Linked DNA regions of Triticum aestivum: region 1 is linked to region 2. A link is a contact called in public Hi-C data. All regions are on one chromosome and are shown on one strand. Each heading gives the region's core, a stretch centred on a gene start, on an enhancer-like site or on the middle of the called end of the contact. The rest is flanking DNA. Distances are from core to core; before and after follow the strand shown.

Region 1 (5,196 bases), core at 2,327-4,826, 200 kb before region 2:
CGGCTTGACCCCAAGCCGATGCTTCTGAGAGCTGCCCGGATCCCATTGCAACTGATGCTCCTCGACTTGGTCGGAGTTGTGGTGGTAGCCGAAGTTGGGGTAGACTTCAGCGAGTTGGGCATAGAAGTCGTGGCCCGTGGAGACCCAATCGAAGAAGGCGCCGAGGGCGTAGACGATGTCAGCGCTGTCGTGGTCGGAGCAGGAGTAGTATTCGTGGTCGACGGAGCCTTGAGTCAAGACGACAACGACAATGATGACACCCCTTCCTCCTTGAAAAGGAACTTGCTTGTAATCATAAGACAACTCCATGGGATCCACTGAATTTAGGCCACCACTCAACATTCCCCAACAGTGAGCAATCTCTTCCAATGAGTTAGAAAGCCAAAGTGACAAAGTGTTGTTGCCGGTGCCAGGATCCCAGAACTGCTCAAAGTGACTATAATTAGTTGACTTACTGCCATGCAATGGAGCAATCCAATCTTGAAACATCCATGAATAAATATTCAGTGTAGTCATAGATGCAGTAAAAGTCTTCATGTGAAATAGGGCCTGAATACTGGCAATGGCTGAAGCAGGGAATGGCCATGGGTGTTTTGGTCGGACCAATGGCAAGCAACAGGAGATCCAGGGTAACTTGCCCAAGATAAGGGCCCCGAATTGAGCCACCCATTTGATAGTTGCCACACTGGACATCTGATAACTCAATTCATGTACTGGGTGTTTCATCGAATAGGAACTTGCAAACCAAGTGAAACAATTGCTCCCCAGAATTACAGTCGAAGTCGACGCGTCTTCATTGCCGAGCGGCATCCAAATTACACACCTGCAGCCTTCCCGACCCCATACTGTCACATAACTTTTCGTTTCCACCACCGATTTATTTGAAGCAATGTTCTCCAATGTAAATTTGGGTATGGGATCCCAGAATTCTGGCACAATCTGTAGCACTTGTTTACGCACTCCGCAAACTGCTAATGCTGTAGCGGATATCCAATTGTGGTTCCTTGCATTCAGGTGCGCAGTATAGCACTTGGCACTGGAGTGGTATGTGTTCCATGCCTCCCTTATAATAGCATGAGTTTCCCAACAATTAGTACCTTCCAGCAGCTGCACCTTATAGCATGCACAAGTCAACAGATTCTCACAATTTACTTGCCTCCTCTGTGTTCCCCCTGAACCCATATTTCCATGTTCAGCCATACATGTTACTCGATCACAGAAATAGCAGCACCTTCCAATGGACGCCAAAACTGTGGATGTGCGCCTTGCAAATAACTGAAGGGTTGTTCACAATAACAAATAGGCCGAACGATCAAAATCGATAGAAGATCCCAAAGAGAACTGCATTTTGTAGAGAAATGGCCACTCCCTCGAATTTCGATGTGATTCAAAAATTGCTCACACACTGACATGCTCATTACCTTTAGATAAAGCCGACCACATAGGTATTGCTCGAACACCACATGTGCTGCTTGGCAATTACCTGGGAATAATTTTTGTTGTAGCTTCAACTGGATGGTCTCCTGATTGATCTCGAATAGTGGCCATGGTCTTGGTCGGAGCTTGGTTCCATCATAACCCTGTACCGCTCTGCCGTTGCCGGGAAAAGTATGCAATATTCCATTGCAAGGTATTTCCTGCACCACTATCTTGCCTAAACTCTCTGCACTAGTTGGTGACCACAGGAGCAACCTTGGGTCATCCGGTATATGTTGCAAAATCTCAACAGATTGGAAACTGACAGCCTCTTCCATCGGAATCATCTCACAACAAGAAACTTGAAGGAAAACCACATTTCTGAATAGCAACAGAACTAGCCAAGGAAGGAACCAGGAGACTTCATGTGCATGACTACTTATACCTGAAGATTGCTCCTCAGGATAGCATGCATCTGAATGATATCTGAGCGACGGCCACGGCCTTGGCCTGAATAGGTGTCCCATATATCCGATACACACTCGCAAAGGTGGCGGCCATGGTTGCTCGATCCCCTGCCACACTGGTGGCAGGCCCCAATTTTTGCTCTTGTCCATAAGGTGAGTGCCATATTCTGCTTGTGCAATCAGTGACAGGTGCCGCAGGGGTTCTGGATGATCAAGGTGAGTTAAGTTGGATGGTGCATAGGTTGCATAGAGCATACTCAGCGCGAACAGGGGCTTCACCAAGTTGCCAACGTGGACGGGGTATTCAGTCGAGCACTTGGTCGACGCCAGTGCAGTAAGGCTGCTGGAGACGATAAAGACCATGATGTGGTCCATCTCACTCGCTGCTGGGGTCGAGGTGTTGATGGAGGGCAGTGGTGAGTCATCCTGCTCCTGCAAGCTGACCTTGGGGTCGACACCGGTGATGGCCGCCATGGGAGGAACGACCTCGACAGTAGAGGGAGTGGCGGTGCGGATGGAGGTTGTTGCCTGCACAGGTGCGAGCTGCTCGACCTCTTGGTGGATGAGGTTGACCACGGGCTCGAGGCGGACGGTGGTGGCGGCTTCATGGGCCTCGTCGACCCTGACGATGGCATCAACTTGGGTCGAGCACTCCGTCGAACAGGTGACGGGCGCCGTCGCGATGCAGATCGGGGCTGCATCACGGGCGACCGCGGGGGGCTCCTGGGCATGGGTGGTGGCGGAGAAGGTGTCGGGGAAGGCCTCATGGATGGTGGTGTCGATGGAGAGGTCGCCATTAGAGGGCGCGGCCGTGGAGCGCGCTGACTTGGAAGTGGACTGGAACTTGCAGAAGAAGGCCTCCTGTTCGTGGAGCAGCCTGATGATGTCGTTCGTCTGCGCCTTAGTCTCCGCGTGGAGTTTGTCCAGATAATCCTTCAAGGAAGGATCCATGGTGGTGGAGGGGAGGTAAAGGTGGGAAAAATTTGGGCAGAATTTTGGACGAATTTCGGAAGGGTGGTGAGGAGGCTCTGATACCAGATGTTAGCAACCCAATTGATATTCAATCACAGACGAAGATTACAGAGCTACGAGGTGGCTAATGGAGTTACAGTGCAGTAGAAAGAGGAACAGAGGAGAGAGCCAGAGGTAGGAGAAGGAGCCGCCGTGCTGTTTGCCTGATCCAACCTGGATGGTTCGGTTGCTGCTCTCCCTTCGTGTATTTGTAGCCAACATCGGTGGTGCACAGCCGGGCCTGGCCCATGTGAAGCCCAGGTACACGTATGGGCTACAGGGGCTCCTAACAAAATTTGGAACAAGTTCATCAATTTTGAAAAAAGTTCACCAATTTGGAAAACAATTCATCAAGTTGGAAATAAAGTTCACGAGTTTGGAAAAAAGTTCATGGATTTAAAAAAATCTATTTGAAGAAAAAGTTCTGGAATTTGAAAAAAGAAAGACAAGAGGACACCGAAAAAAGAAAACAAAATAAAACAAGAAAAAAATGAAAGAAAGGAAAATGATGTGTTCGGGTGGCTATCGCTTGGGTCACTGAACTAGCTCGTCGTGGGTTTGAAGCCCATTTCTCACACATTTTTTTTCAGTTTACAAACACAAAAAAACGGTCGGCCCAACGTAAAAAAATGGTCGGCCCAATAATGAAGGAAATGATGCTTGGGCCGCCACTTAGGAAACACCGCAAAAGAGCTGCATGCTCATTATATCAAGTGCATGGGCCAGACAAGACCCATATAGCGCTTGCCTTTCGCTCCTCTTAGAAAATGACTAATAACCCACAGAAAAAAAGGAAATCACTAATAGTAACAATTGACGGATTTTGGCTCAAGTCAAATAACAGTTACTGGTTGCTGATGTATTAAAAAATCATTAATTCCAAGAAATGTTCTAGGAGGCAAGGATATAAAAATCGCCATGAGTTAAAAAAAATTCAAGAATTTATAAAATGTTTGCAGTTTCTTGTAAAAGATGTTCATGAGTTAAACATAATTTTTCACGGAATTTTAGAAAACTTCATGACTTTAAAAAATTATTAAAATTTTCGAAAAATGACATGAATTTGAAAAAGTGTTAACATATTTTAAAAATAGTGATGAGTTGTAGAAAATATCATAACTTTATTTTTTAATGATTTTAAAATATGTATATGAATTTTAAAAAATAAAAAGGAAAGACGAAGAAGGAAAATGAAAGATAGATAAAAACGAAACAAAAATGGAACAAAAGAAGAAATAAAAGGTGCAAACAAAAGGAAACCGGTAGGAAGAACAAAGGGGAAAAAGCAATAAAATTTGTAGAATCGTGCATGGAAATGGATAGAAAACCGGGTGGTTTTCCCAGTCTGTAAATTAGTGTTTTTAAATTAGATTGTGAACATTATTTCGCGGGCGAGGAGCTAAATAGGATCCTCCAGAGAGGGCGCCATGCAGATCCAAAATGCGGGAAGGAAGAAATAGCATTATTCTATGAAGGTTTATCCCTATTTGCCGCTCGCTGCGGCAGAGAATCGCTAAAACACATAGGGGAGAGGAAGCGGATGGATAAATGGGCTAGCCCATTTTAGCTAGGACACGTGACTACAAAACCTGGTTATGGGAACATTCTAGAAGGTTTCTTGGCCGGATTTTTTTTCTTGTTGATTTCTTTATTATTACTAGTAAGTGTGCACGTGCAACACACGTTTATTTGAACTAATAAGTGTGCACGTGCAACACACGCCTATTTGGATTAACACAGTATACTAAATTTAATATAAGATAATTTATTCATAAAATTGAAATTTCTCTATAAAATACACAATCTCTTATTGCCAACTCATACAAATAATTTGAAATATCGTTTTTCCTTAATCAACATGTCTCCTGTATTAAAAGACCACCCAGTGTTCCCAATGTATAAAACTCCAAATTATTTAAAAGATTCATCATGATTCTTCATATGCACACATTTATGCAAGTATAATCACATATGAAAATGTCACTTAGGACAAGCTAAGGAACCGTTTCAGTGCCAACAAACTCCAGTCAAGAATTATTATTACAATGGAGTGTCAACCACAATAGTGGGAAGAGATCTCTATGGTTTGTTGAAAAGAGGAAGCCATTGTCAGATAGAGAAGTGTAGAGATGTCTTGACTGCATAGAATCAGCTGTGAAACAAGGCAAAAAAATGCTAGTTGGACCATCCGATTCTACTATTGCACACAAGTGTCGTAATGACTGGAAGTAAGAAAAGTGACTTACTTTATTATGAAAATTGAACATGTAAACCAAATAAAAATTACAGTGATAAATTGCAT
Region 2 (5,783 bases), core at 746-3,245:
GACTTGAATTTATTTTGGTATTGTCCGGAATGTTGAACTGTGATTTATTTTGCTTTGTTGCATTGTTAATTGTTGAATTTGTGTTATATGATCTGCATGCATGGATCATATGGATTTAAGAGTTTAGATTTGAAGAGTGTGACTGTCCGACAGGGCCTGTCCAGCGTTTAGGGAGGCGGATACGTCCGGCTGATAGTCTAGGCGTATACACTTCGATTTACAGCACGGAAGACGCGCAACTGTAAACGGGCATGTACAGTACAGCTGACACCCTCAGAAATGAGCAGGAATCGTTCCGAAAAAACAAAGGCGCAGAGCACTTCAAAGCTCAAACAGTCCAGTGATCCAGTGTTCCCACCAAAGACTCAGAAGCGACGGCATCCATGACACAGTAAAAAAATGGCAGTAGATTTCAAAGTGAGCAACTACAGATGAAACAAAAATTCATGGTCCAGGTCATTTTATGATCTTATCTGATTTTATCCGCTACTAGTACTAGTACTGTACTGCAAAGCGCACGTTTTCACCAGTAGGAGGAGGAGCCGAGAGACGACGACGGCCGAGGTCGCTTGCTGCCGGCCCACGCCGCCCCCGCGTGCATCTGCGGTACCCACAGCTCGCGGCTGGCCCGCTCACCCGCGGCGACAACGACTCCACCGATCAGCTGCTCCTGGCCCGCCCACGCCGGGTACCCTTCTTGCGGCCCACCGACCCGAGCCAGCCCTACCTGCTGAGGAGACGCCCAAGTTGCTAAATTAGTCCAAGCAAGAAAAAAAAACCGAGCCTGTTTTGTTTGTACAGTTAAATCCGGAATGCCAAAAGTGGCAGGAGCGAGTAGATATTCCCATGGCCATTTTGCGTTAGAGCATCATATCCTGATGCTCTCCACTCTCCACTAGACATTATCCTGACACCCTGGTCAGCCGCTTCGGATTTTTCTCACTGCTAGTTGCGAGCATGGCAACAAACTGCCTTAATGATTGCGAGCTCAATAGTGTTGGGAGCGGGGCGTGGCTACTGGTTAGAGCAGAGCAGATGAACTATCTAGAAGATGATTGCGAGCTCAAAAGCATTGGGAGCTATCATGCATGTTTCATGGTGCTCGCAAGTTGTCTCTGATTGCCTGATAAAAGTACACCTAGTAGTATTTGCAGTGGGCTGGAAGTCTGGAACTGACCTGATACGGCTTGTTCGAGGAGACGGCGACGGCGGCGTCGTCCAGGAGGAAGTCCTCGACGTGCCACCCGGGCAGCGTCTTGGTCAGGTACTCGGAGATGCTGCTGCCGTCGCTCGCGCTCGCGCTGGCGCTGGCGTCGCCGCTGCAGGAGTCGGCGTTGCAGGGGCTGGTGCTGTTCCCTTCCTCCTCCTCCTGACCCGACGGCGCGGGGGACTCCGCCGGCGCCGACGAGACGCGCACGCCGGTGAGCAGGAACCGGCCGTGCCGCCTCGTCAGCTCGCTGACCGTGTGCACCTGGACGTCGCACTCCCGGCACAGGATCGCCCTGTCCTCCTTGCAGAACAGGAGCCCCCTCTTCTCCTGCAGCCCACAACGAGATAGCATCAGCTCTCGCTGTAGCAACACAAATGGCACAACTCTCTAAAAACGTTCTTGATTTGTATATCCCACCTGGCAGATGTCGCAGAGAGGCGGCTTCGACGAAGGCGACGAGGAGGGCGAGGACGGCGACGGGTGGAGGAGGGACAGGCGGCGGTGCTTGCCGGCGAGCTTGTTGGCGCGGTGGACGCGGCGGTCGCACGCGTCGCACAGCGCGGCCTCGTCGGCGCAGCAGAAGACGGAGGCCGCCTCGGCCTCGCACACGTCGCACTGCACCTTCATGGCACGATCTGTGCACGCAGCTTCGACCCCGGCACGCGAGAGAGAGATGGAGGGGGCGGTGAGACCGTGAGAGTTAGGCAAGGTAGGTCACGGGGCCAGGCCAATATCTCGGGGATGGGCTCTCTCTTGGTCAGATATATTGCAACTGCATACCGGCACGCAGAGAGGTGTTTATATATCGGCCAGGAAGGCAGCTGAGTGGGCGGTGCCACTGTGCCAGTAATGCGTGTTGGGTATAGAGATTTGCGGTGAGGTGAAGAGGCCTTGTTCCTTGGGCGACGGGGATTTTGACTTTGGAGGATGGAGTCAGGGGGGTCTATGCTGACCTACCCAGCTACCCTGATCTCTGATATGATCTGAGGAATCATGAGAGTACACATTGGTAGATGCATTGGATTGCATCCCTTTCGGTCCTGGTGCATATGAACGCAGTAGGAATGAAGTCTCTGTACGTTGTTATCTATCCGTACTCTGCCTCTCTTTTTTCGGTAAAAGAAGTTCAAATCTTCACGCGGAAAAAAAATTGAAACTTCTTTTTAGCACAGCCAACAGTCTAAGCACGTTCCGCTCAAAAGAAAAAACGGTCTAAGCATGTTGTTGCTACAAAAAATAGACCGCCATGAATTTAAAGAGGAAAACAAGATGATGCAGAGGCCAGGGGTACTACGGTATGGATGAACAGAGGCCCTACATGTTGTGAGGATATACTGTCGCTCGATTGTAATCCTATGAATTTGAAATAAAGCTCCATCAGTTTCACAAAAAGAAAAAAGAGGTTGGGGGCTTACACTCCTTCTTGAAAAAAAAAGAGGGACACAACGAGATCACACTCACAGTTATATCCCTGACGGAGTAGATCTGAAAATGCACATCTTGTCCTTTCTAGGGTTTTTTGTGTGTTTTTAGTTGCTATCATGCTTCAATGTCAATAAAACAAATGCAGAAGAAAAAGAGAAAAGGGCATTCGCTTTTGGGACCACATTTTGTTGCTATGCAGACCCGATTAACTTGTGCAAGTGCTTACCTTGGAGCAGCTAAGCTCTCTGTACACAAGGAAGATATCAAGGCACATACAGACATGCAAATCCAGGAGGATAAGGGCTTGCTAGATGTTACTAGTACTTTACTCCATCCGTTTCTGAATACAAGTCTTTTTAGAAATTTTAATATGAGCTACATACAAATATGCATAGACGCATTTTAAAGTGTAGATTCAGTCATTTTGCTTCGTATGTAGTTTATATTAGAATTTCTAAAAAGACTTATATTTAGGAACGGTGGAGTACATTTTAACACGGTTCACCTCCTGTCTACAACTGCTAGCACATGAATAGACATGTAGAGCTGAACCGATAACCTTTTCCACATCACACTATCTTGTTTTTTGGTTGACTGAACTGTTGAACAGTTCAGGAAAAAGCCATTTTGGGGCTCAATGATTAGGCATCCCTGAATTACATGACATGAATTTGGCTGGCGATAGGAATCAGAGCTCAAAGGTCAGACACGGGCGAATGGGCGCTCCCAGGTCAGGTCAGTCTCGCAGCAAGGGCATCGTCCTCCAACTTGATGCCGCCCCTTGTCCTCCTCTCCTCAACTTTATTAGAGTAACTCTAACAGACCCCACAAAATCTCGACCCGCGAAATATGTTTACAGTTTCACGAAGATCTCATTTACGGGTCGAGAACTAGCGCGGCCGAACAGAAACCATAAATAAAACAGCATAATTTGAAAAAACAGTTTCATGGAAGAAATTGCACCTCGTGGACGCGAGTAGTTCATCACATACTACATATATTTACATGATCAAACACTACAAACGCTAGTTCATACTACATACTACATCAGTACTAGTACTACAGGGGTGGGGATCTCACGGTGGCGAGCTCGCGGCCATGGACGACGCCGTGGAGGAGCTCAATCCTCCTCGCCGGAGCTGCCGAGGTCGATGTACTTCGCCCTCTGCTCCTCGCGGATGCGCCGCCACTTGTCGTCCTTCTCCTTGGCGGCGAGGTTGGCCGCAACCGCCTGCCAGAACTGGAGGTCTTCGAGCTCCTCGTGGTGGCGCCGGCGCTCCGCCTCCTCGCGCACGCTCCGCTCGACAATGGCGGCCGCAACCGCGTCGACGTGGCGACGAAGTCCTCCGGCCCGACGACTCTGCGACGGTCGAGCTCCTCGGGCTCCTCCTTGACGGGGACGAACTCGAAGTCCTCTGGCTCCTCCGACCACTCCCTCTTCACGGGGAGAAGGCCCGCGCCAGAAGAGGAGGAGCTCCTAGCGTAGGAAGATCTCGCCGCGGAGGAGAAGGACGCGACAGAAGACGGGGTACGGCCGTGCCGACGGTCGTACTCGTCCGTCTCGCAGACGCGGAAGCTCGGCGGCGGCGAGAGGCCGCGGTTGGTCCACTTCCTCGCCCCGCGCTTCCTCGCGCCGTCCGATCAGACGCGCCGCCCGCGCTGCCGTCGCCGGATCTGCTGTTGGAGCCGCGTCCGGAGTTCCACATGCGGCTCCACATGGCGGCTGGAGGCGGAACGGGGTCGCCGGCGGCGAGAAATGTGGAGAATAGGGTGGGGAATTGCGTGGCTCGGCAGCGGCGAGAGGCTGCGGTTGGTCCACTTCCTCGCCCCACGCTTCCTCGCGTCGTTCGACCAGACGCGCCGCCCGCGCTCGGGGTCGCTGCCGCCGTCGGATATGCTATCGGAGCCGCGTCCGGAGCTCCACATGCGGCCCCATATGGCGGCTGGAGGCGGAAGGGGGTCGCCGGCGGCAAGAAATGTGGAGAACAGGGGTGGGAAATTGCGTGGCTCGGCGGCGGCGAGAGGCCGCGGTTGGTCCACTTCCACGCCCCGCGCTTCCTCGTGTCGTCCGACCAGACACGCCGCCCGCGCTCGGGGTCGCCGCCGCCGCCGGATCTGCTGTCGGAGCCACGTCCGGAGCTCCACATGCGGCCCCACATGGCGGCTGGAGGCGGAAGGGGGTCGCCGGCAGCGAGAAATGTCGAGAAGAGGGGTGGGGAATTGCGTGGCCCGGCGGCGACGGGGGATAGGGTTTCGACCCGCAAACCGTAGATATATTGGTCGGGGCGTGCGGTTTACGGACATCAGTAAATTTTTTTACGGACCAGGCAAGTATGCGGGCTCTGTTTTTTGTCAAAAAATTGGACCCAACCCGCATACTCGCCGAAATTTTGCGGGTTCGCGGCTTTTGCGGGTCTGATAGAGTTGCTCTTAGTCCTTATTTTATCGTTGTGCTAAGAAAGGGGGTCAGCCTCAATTTCATTAAGACGAAAAGTACCGGAATCTACATGCTGCATTTTCATACTAGATTGCATACTAGATTGAACTTTCAAATATGCAAGGTTTGCGGTGGAGTAATGACAAGTCACTCTCCATTCGTTGTAGTACAATATTATTATGATACAATTATTTTCTCCTTTATTTTCTGATGAGAAAGAGGCAAAAGCACTCTGCTACTACGAACGAGTAGTGCATGTCGACAGAGTGTTCCTACATCATGGCATCGCATCAGGCAATTTACAATATTTTGGGCCACAGTTGGAAATTGAAAAGTGCGATCACTTGACCAATTGTATACACAATTCTAAAGTATATATGCATCCAGAACATGCTACGGCTATGGTCCCCCGTTGTTTGCTTGGTTATCTCTCTCATAACCTAATCCCACCGATCCGCCTAAATATCTTATACCTTTCGATTGATGTCACGGCTTACCTCAATCGCCAAACTTGTCTAGAAAAATACTCTCTTCGTTCCTAATTCCTAAATGTAAGTCTTTTTAGAGATTCCACTAGAGACTATGTACGGATGTATATAGACATATTTTAGAATGTAGATTTATTCATTTTGCTTCGTATTTAGCCCGTAGTGGAATTTTTAAAAAGACTTATATTTAGAAACGGAGGGAGTATATAATAGTCCAGTGGAG

Evidence for each region. Hi-C and Micro-C count contacts between places; a contact is called where the count stands out from the background.
Region 1: a contact with region 2 is called in a Hi-C map of an unstated tissue, with 8 times the contacts expected there. The contact joins the enhancer-like site here to the promoter of LOC123185783 in region 2. A contact is called at or near these places in 3 of 5 Hi-C or Micro-C datasets (leaf and an unstated tissue).

Annotation. Positions count from the first base shown.
Region 1 is chr2A:639,667,736-639,672,931 of IWGSC CS RefSeq v2.1, reverse strand. No RefSeq gene overlaps it. Among protein-coding and RNA genes, the nearest start is that of LOC123185784, 7.4 kb to the left of the region's middle. Within about 2 kb of position 3,576, at least 6 of the 8 cell types and tissues checked have an H3K27ac peak or open chromatin away from gene starts, as enhancers often do.
Region 2 is chr2A:639,466,124-639,471,906 of IWGSC CS RefSeq v2.1, reverse strand. LOC123185783 (B-box zinc finger protein 20) reads right to left here and starts at 1,995. Exons shown (of 3, transcript XM_044597607.1): 1 at 1,628-1,995; 2 at 1,178-1,537; 3 at 393-727. The coding sequence starts at 1,837. The coding sequence ends at 524.